2 separate regions of the Macaca mulatta genome follow, and region 2 is linked to region 1. Evidence: chromatin contacts called from public Hi-C data. All regions are on one chromosome and are shown on one strand. The core of a region is the stretch at or near the end of the contact, and the rest is flanking DNA. Distances in the headings are between cores, read along the strand shown. Region 1 holds the start of ANKRD31 (ankyrin repeat domain 31). Region 2 holds the start of HMGCR (3-hydroxy-3-methylglutaryl-CoA reductase).

Region 1 (3,898 bases), core at 236-2,735:
TGTTTATTGATCTGTCACTTTATGTGCCAGTATCATATTTAAAATATTTTATATCAGAAAATATTTTAATATCCTGTAGGTCATTACCTCCTTATTGTTCTTATTTTTCAGACTTTTCCTAATTGCTTTTAATTATTTTACCATACAAACTTTGGAATCAGTTGTCTAGTTCAACAGAAAGTCTTGCTGGTACTTTTATTTTGTTATTTTTTTTTGAGATGCAGTCTCACTCTGTCGTCCAGGCTGGTGTGCAGTGGAGTCATTTTGGCTTACTGCAACCTCTGCCTATTTCTCATTACAACCAAAAACTATGAATGAATTTTTTTTTTTTTTTTTTTTTTTTGAGACGGAGTCTCGCTCTGTCACCCAGGCTGGAGTGCTGTGGCCTGATCTCAGCTCACTGCAAGCTCCGCCTCCCGGGTTTACGCCATTCTCCCGCCTCAGCCTCCCGAGTAGCTGGGACTACAGTCGCCCGGCACCTCGCCCGGCTAATTTTTTGTATTTTTTAGTAGAGACGGGGTTTCACCGTGTTAGCCAGGATGGTCTTGATCTCCTGACCTTGTGATCCGCCCGCCTCGGCCTCCCAAAGTGCTGGGATTACAGGCGTGAGCCACCGCGCCCGGCCTCACGCATCCTTTTTCTTGAGAGAAACCGTTACCCATTTTCCCAGAACTGAGCTACAAGTCTCTTGAAGCAAAATGCAGTTAAGTTCAGACCCCAGATCTTTTTTGCTTGTGCAAAAAGACTTAAAGCCCCCAAAAAGGAACGCCTTTTGAAAAATGCTACAAAGCCACCTAGTACAAAACTCATTTTGTCCCTAGCTGGTTGGGGGTAGGTGGTGACAGACTGTGGTTGCTTATTTACGAGCTCTCAGCTCAGGCACGCCTGCCCCACAAGGCTCTGATCCTGCCCACAAGCACATGTTCTGGTCATCATCTCCACTCAAAACTCTGACCCTCTCAGAGGGCCCCTGGGCCGCCCTGGCGCGAGGGTTCGGGCACTGTGGCCCTAATGATGGTCACCTTCTCCAGCGCAGCTCCTTTTCTTCCAGGTCGCTCTCCGTCACTGAACCCTCTATCACGGTTTCATCACTGTCCCAGTCTGGGTCCTGGACGCCTTCCTCCATCTTTGCCTCACATTCAAAGTCTTTTTTACCCTCCTCTAACTCCCTCTTGCCCGCAAACAAAAAAACATTTTGAGGGCCAGAGGAAATTGTGAGTTAAAAATAAAAATAATATAATCGCAGCAGGAGCCGGGCCTTGTCGCAGGGCTGCTGAGGAGGGTGCAGAGGGCCGCAAGCGCGGCAGGGTCGTCGTCCGAGAAGCGGCCCGCGGGTCCCGCCGCTCGCTGCCGGCAGGGGGCAGCCCCTCGCCACACGTCTGAGCCCTGCGCAGCGCTCGGCCCCTCCCCCAGCTCCCGCGGCCGGAAGTGGGCGGTGGTACGCGCAGGCCTGCTCTGGGCGTGGCCTGCCGCAGCGTGTCTTTTTCGCGGTTTCCCATTCTCGGTTGCTAGCCGTAGAGGGGACTGGGGTTGCTGCTGCAGAGACTGGAAAGGTAGGCGGGCCGCACCCAGAACTCAGGCGAGCCTGCTTAACACCCTTGGCCGGGAGGGTGACCTGCCATGCACCTGATGCTTGTGAGCCCCAGATACGGAAGAGCTGTCAGCTCCTGCCCGCCCCAGCAGCCCTGGCATTCTGGAGCCAGAATGCGACCTTAGACCTAACGAGTGTTTTTGCAGCCCACTAAGCGCTTGCTTTCCCTTTAATCCCTTGACAGCCTCTTTTCAAGTGTCCCCTGAGGTAGACAAACAGATAATGTTTATCAGAAGTTTTAGCTCTCAACTAATCTCAGTGATGTATTTTGTATTTTTTTTTCTCTCAACAACTCTTCGGTTACCTGAAATACAGATAGATTATGCAGGAAAGGCAGGATAGATGCTTTATTTTTTCCCCTTTTATCAGTTTTTAGAATAATAGTAATGCCTAGCAACCTCCAAAAGTAGTAAATTGTGTTTTAATGAAGTACTAGAATTTTATATATTTGATGTGTTTCAGTCTAGTTGAACATTTTTAATTCAAGCTAATTCAAAACAAAGCCAAGTGAGCTTCCACTTGCCAAGTGAGAAGGTTCAAGAAAAGACCAAGTTGTTTTCCCATAGCAAGCGTTTAGTATTCACCTTGGAGTCTCCAGCATCTGGCACATATGAAGTCTTAAGTTTTGTCATAAATGGATGGAGCTAGAGATTTCTGACTTCCCAATTCATTGCCCTTTTCACTTTATGGAGTAGCTTTGCCATTATTAATATTTTGTGTTTTTACTATTTATATTTAAGCCACTGCTATTTAAAATACTTGATTGGTGATTATCTTCTAAACTTAACTTGAGGCTGGGGGTGGTGGCTCATACCTGTAACCTCAATGCTTTGGAGGCTGAGGCAGGAGGATTGCTTGAGACTACAAGTTCAAGACCAGCCTGGGCAACATAGTGAGACCCCTATCTCTACAAAAAATTTGTTTTAATTAGCAGGGCATGGTAGCATGGGCCTGTAGTCCCTGTTACTCAGGAGGTTGAGGCAGGGGATCGCTTGAGCCCAGGAGTTTGAGGTTCTGATGAGCTATGATTGAGCAAACGCACTCCAGCCTGAGCAATAGAGTCATACCATGTCTCAAAAAACAAAAAATAAAAAATAAATAAACTTACTTGAATAAGTAACTTACTTAAATAAAATTCCTCACCTCAACTCCGTAAATTAGGCAGAACAGTAATAATATGCAAAGAATTAGACCTGGGGTTTGTTTTTTTTTTTTTTTACAATAGTCCATTTATGCCCTCCATGTCTAAATCAGACCTAAATTCCTGTCACCTTTCCTGCTCACCCACTGTTTAATTAATTCATTAGTTCATTCTTCTATGTTGCTCAAGCTGGTCTCCAACTCCTGAGCTCAAGCTGTCCTCCCACCTCACCCTCCCAAATAGCTGGAACTACGGTTTCATGCCACTATGCCCACTTCACCCATTCTTTTTAATTATCCAGCTCTGCCTTCACAGGAATTGGGGGATGCATATCCAGTAAATGGTGGTGAGTGGCTCCATTTGCCCCAGAGGGAAAGATGACTCCACCAGTAACAGCACTTGCTCCAAACAGCTGATAACAAGCTAAGTACAATAAGTCCTCACTTAATGTCTGTCAGTAGGTTCTTGGAAACTGCGACTTTAAGCAAAATGACTTACAAGAAAACCAATTTTACCATGATCTAATTGATATATATGAGAGTTAAGTTCTTATAACATATTTCTGGTCACAAAAACATTGCCAAACTTACAAATAAACACCAAAACACCTTTAATATTAAACATTGAAATAACTGTGAGCTCTATATATATTAAATATATATATTTAAGAAATGTCTTAAATATATATTTAATAAATATATATAGGAAATGCCATATATATTTAAGAAAGATTAATAAAAATATGTATTTAAGAAAGACTAATAAAAACAAATAAGATAATTATTTACCTAATCATTCCAGTTCAGGGTTGAGGGTGGCTGGAGCCTGTCCTGGCAGCTCAGGGCTCAAGGCAGGAGCCAGCCCCGCACAGGAGGCCGTTCCATTGAAGAGCGTGCTTACTCACACACACACACTCACTCATTCTGAGACCATTTAGATAGGCCAATGAGCCTAACATACACATCTTTGGGATGTGAGAGGAAACTGAAATACTTGGAGGAAACTCCACGCTGACATGGGGAGAACATGAAAACTCCACATACACAGCGGCTCTGGCTGGGAAGTATAATAATTTTCTTTCCTCATCAGTGTTGAAACACCATTGAAAGAAATGTTATTCGAGGATCTGCTATAGATAACCTTCTGGGCCTGAAATTCACATTCTT
Region 2 (3,689 bases), core at 575-3,074, 98 kb after region 1:
ATGTGAAGGTTGGAAGCCTAACATATTTATGTATGTAAACGGTAAAGGTGATGGATTAAGATGGCAATGCGGGTCATTCATTACTTTTAAAGGGGCTCTTAACATTATACTTTTAGGGGGGGTGCGGTAGTTCACACCTGTAATCCCAGCACTTTGGAAAGCTGAGGCGGGCGGGTCTCTTGAGGTCAGGAGCTGAGACCAGCCTGGCCAACATGGTGAAACATCGTCTCTACTAAAACTACAAAAAATTAGCCGGGCGTGGTGGTGGGCGCCTGTAGTCCTAGCTAGTCGTGAGGCTGAGGCAGGAGAATGGCGTGAACCCAGGAGGCGGAGCTTGCAGTGAGCCGAGATCACGCCACTGCACTCCAGCCTGGGTGACAGAGCAAGACTCTGTCTCAAAAAAAAAAAAAAAAAAAAAAAAATATATATATATATATATATAAATATACAAATTTTATATATATATGTGTGTGTGTGTGTGTGTGTGTGTGTGTGTAAGCTGGGCTTGGTGGTGCACCCGTGTAATCCCAGCTATCCAGGAGGCTGAGGCAAGAGAATCGCTGAACCCAGAAGGCAGAGGTTTCAGTGAGCTAAGATCGTGTCACTGCACACCAACCTGGGCTCTGTCTCAAAAAATAAAAATAAAAAAATTATACTTTTATAAACTCTTTGTTTGAATGGTTAAATACATACGAGGAAGCGGCGCATAGACTTCCTTGGCGCCTACCCCACCCTCCCTTTCTAAGTTGTGTCCATACCAAATTTTGTGATTTATCACTAAGTACAAATTATTAGTAAAGTGCTATAAAGATTCCTTTGAAATACCTTTTGGGAATGATATAGAATTTATTTTAAGACCATAAAACTAGACAACTGGCGTTTCTTTATTGCTTGCTTTTGAACTCATATTACTATTGGAGTTCTCAATTAGGCAGTTTGGGAATGAAAATTTCTAAATCTTGGGCTAAAGCCTGTTTTGGTAACAGCTTTATAGTCCTTATTTGAATTACATTAGTAGGCATGTGTACATTCAGTAACTTCTGAGATATTTGGCCCTTGAGACTTGTAGCAGCATTAAAAATATGACAGCTTCTAGGCTCTTGGTACTTATACACTTTTCTCTCTCTCTCTCTCTCTCTCTTTTGACAAGGCTGCTAAGAGAACACTGCAATCTTCGGGTAGTTCACCTGTTCTCTTTACTGTGCAAGGTTCATAAAGGCAGGCACCATATCTGTCATGTTTGTCACTATATCTCCCATGCCAACCACAGTGTAATCCACATAATGAGCATTTCAAAGGCACAACATTTGGTAAAGAGATATGAATGAAGGTCTTACACGGAAGCAGTGGGGAACAGTAGAACCAGCGTAAGCATTAGATCTGGGTTCAAATTCCAGTTTTACTCATTATGTGATCCACAGCAAGTTGCTTGACAAACTTTAATTTTTACTGTTTTGTAAAATGGGAATAATACCTATTATATAAGGATTATAACAATCTATAATCATTTATTAAAACTAGGGAGTGTTTAGTGTTTTCCTGGTACTGTTTCAAAATATGGGCTTTAAAAATTGAGTGAAATACTATTCCTGTCCTTAATACATTTCCACATACGATAGTAAGGCAAGTCAAAAAATATTACGGAAATTTTATGGGTTTTCAAGGTCGGCAGTGATGATGTGTTTGAGGGAATTAGAAAAGGAGGTGGTATATGAAAAAGCCCTTAAGGGATATTTAGGATCTCAAGTTTAAATGGGTAGGCATATCCAAGGTAAACAAAGAGAACATAAGCAGGGAGGTAAAAAGGTACTGAGTGTGACTGAAGAAGGGCCAGTTACTCCTGGTTGAACTGTAAGGTTCGCACAGGAAAGTAGAGATACGTCAGAAATGTATGGTGGGGCCATATTAGTGGTGACAGGTTCTTTCTTTAATCCAGTAGACAATGAGAAACGCTGATCTGGGTCTATGGCATAATAGGAAGTAGTATGCCACATACTGCGTGTGGGAGTTGTGCAAGAGAGGTTGGAAAGTGAATGCGTCCAAGACTGGGAAGACCAGTTTGGAGAGGCTATTGCACTGTTTTAAGTAAGAGATAATAAAGCCCTGCACCAGGTGGAGAGCAGAAGGAACGCAGAGAAGACGCAGGAGAGGCACATTTCAGAGAGAATCCAGCATGCAATGGATGTCCTACACGAGACAGAGAGATGCAGGTAACCGGAGCCATTTACACTAACGGGTAAATCTCGGGAAACCGCTGGTTTCGGCTACCGGCCAGTTATAGGTTTGAGGTGCCCGTCGCTGCCACCTTCCCTTTTTTATACTCCTCTTTTTTTCATGGCCGCCTCCACTTCCCTCCATCTCTCCCGCGCTAGTAACTGAGCTTTCAGTCATCGACCTGACCCTGCGTTTTCCCTCACGCTCAATTCTGCTTCCTATAACTGCCTCCCACTGTACTCTCACAGCCAGGACGACCACGGGTCAGGCCCTGGGGCTGTGGGACACTCCACCCGCCAGGTCCCCTATCGCCTTCGCCTAGGCAGCTGCCATGCTTGCGCCCCCACGGCTCTAGGGCCAATAGGCAGGCCCTACTGCTGGGACTCGAACGGCTATTGGTTGGCCGGGCCGTGGTGAGAGATGGTGCGGTGCCTGTTCTTGGCCCTGCAGAGAGCTGTGGGCGGTTGTTAAGGCGACCGTTCGTGACGTAGCGCCGTCAGGCCGAGCAGCCCCCAGGCGATTGGCTAGACAATCGAACGATCCTCTTTTATTGGTCGAAGGCTCGTCCGGCTCCACGCGTGCGTAAGGCGAGTGTTCCTTCCGCTCCGTGTCTCCGTTGACTGGAGACGGGCGGAGCACCGGCGCCGGGGTTTGGTGGCCTCTAGTGAGATCTGGAGGTGAGGCGGGTGGTGGCCGAGAAGCGGGGCCGGGGCGGCGGGGAGCGGGGCGAGATGGGTGGGAGCGGGGTTTGGGCTATTTTGGTGGCAATTCTGGAGCTTCCCTCGGCCCTGGGAAGTGGCTGCCGGCAGCTCCTGCGGACCTGGAGGGTGCTGCGGTTGCGCTTTGTTGGTGTGGCGGCCCGGACCCGCGGGGACTGCAAGGAATGTCCTTGAGGCCCGGCAGGCCGAGCGGCGACCGGCACCAGTGCCGGAGGAACCCAGGGTCCCGAACTGGGCTTGAGAGGCGGGCGGCGGTCTGGCCTCTTGGTGACTGCGGTCATCATCTGTGGACCCGCGGGGCGTAGCCGCGTTCATCGGCCGTGTTCAAAGTAGGCAGTGCTGGCTGCATTGTCGCGATAATCGGGGCAGAAAGGGTGTCAGGCAGGGTGACCTCGGAGGCCCCTGGATTCGAGAAATGCTAGGGGTCTGTGGGGCTTCTGGGTTGGCAGCTCGCAGGGCAGACGGGAGAAGCGCGCCTGCTGGATCCGGGCATTCACGCCCAGGAGCTGCTGTTCGTTAGCTCCTTTCTTTTACGTGACGGGAAAGATCTCTGTAAATGCTGCTAACTAACTTAGAGCCATAAAGAACCGTGGATTGGTGTAGATGTGTCCGGTTATTTACAGGAGAACGGCTTGAGAGGATGCGGAACCCAACGTGGGGATTCGCACAAGGACTCAAAAGATTCTTCTTCTTTTTTTTTTTTTTGGTAAGGGGCGTAGTCTCCTTGGTGCTGATGTTCTTTTAGGAAAACTGTAT

The links. Hi-C and Micro-C count contacts between places; a contact is called where the count stands out from the background.
Region 2: a contact with region 1 is called in a Hi-C map of liver, with 5 times the contacts expected there. The contact joins the promoter of HMGCR here to the promoter of ANKRD31 in region 1. A contact is called at or near these places in 4 of 14 Hi-C or Micro-C datasets (CD4 T cells, blood, fetal cortex germinal zone and 1 more).

Annotation. Positions count from the first base shown.
Region 1 is chr6:81,634,589-81,638,486 of T2T-MMU8v2.0, forward strand. It overlaps ANKRD31 (ankyrin repeat domain 31), which reads right to left and starts at 1,486. Exons shown (of 24, transcript XM_078004866.1): 1 at 1,023-1,486. The coding sequence starts at 1,126.
Region 2 is chr6:81,732,008-81,735,696 of T2T-MMU8v2.0, forward strand. It overlaps HMGCR (3-hydroxy-3-methylglutaryl-CoA reductase), which reads left to right and starts at 1,825. Exons shown (of 20, transcript XM_002804417.4): 1 at 1,825-2,210. The coding sequence starts at 2,174.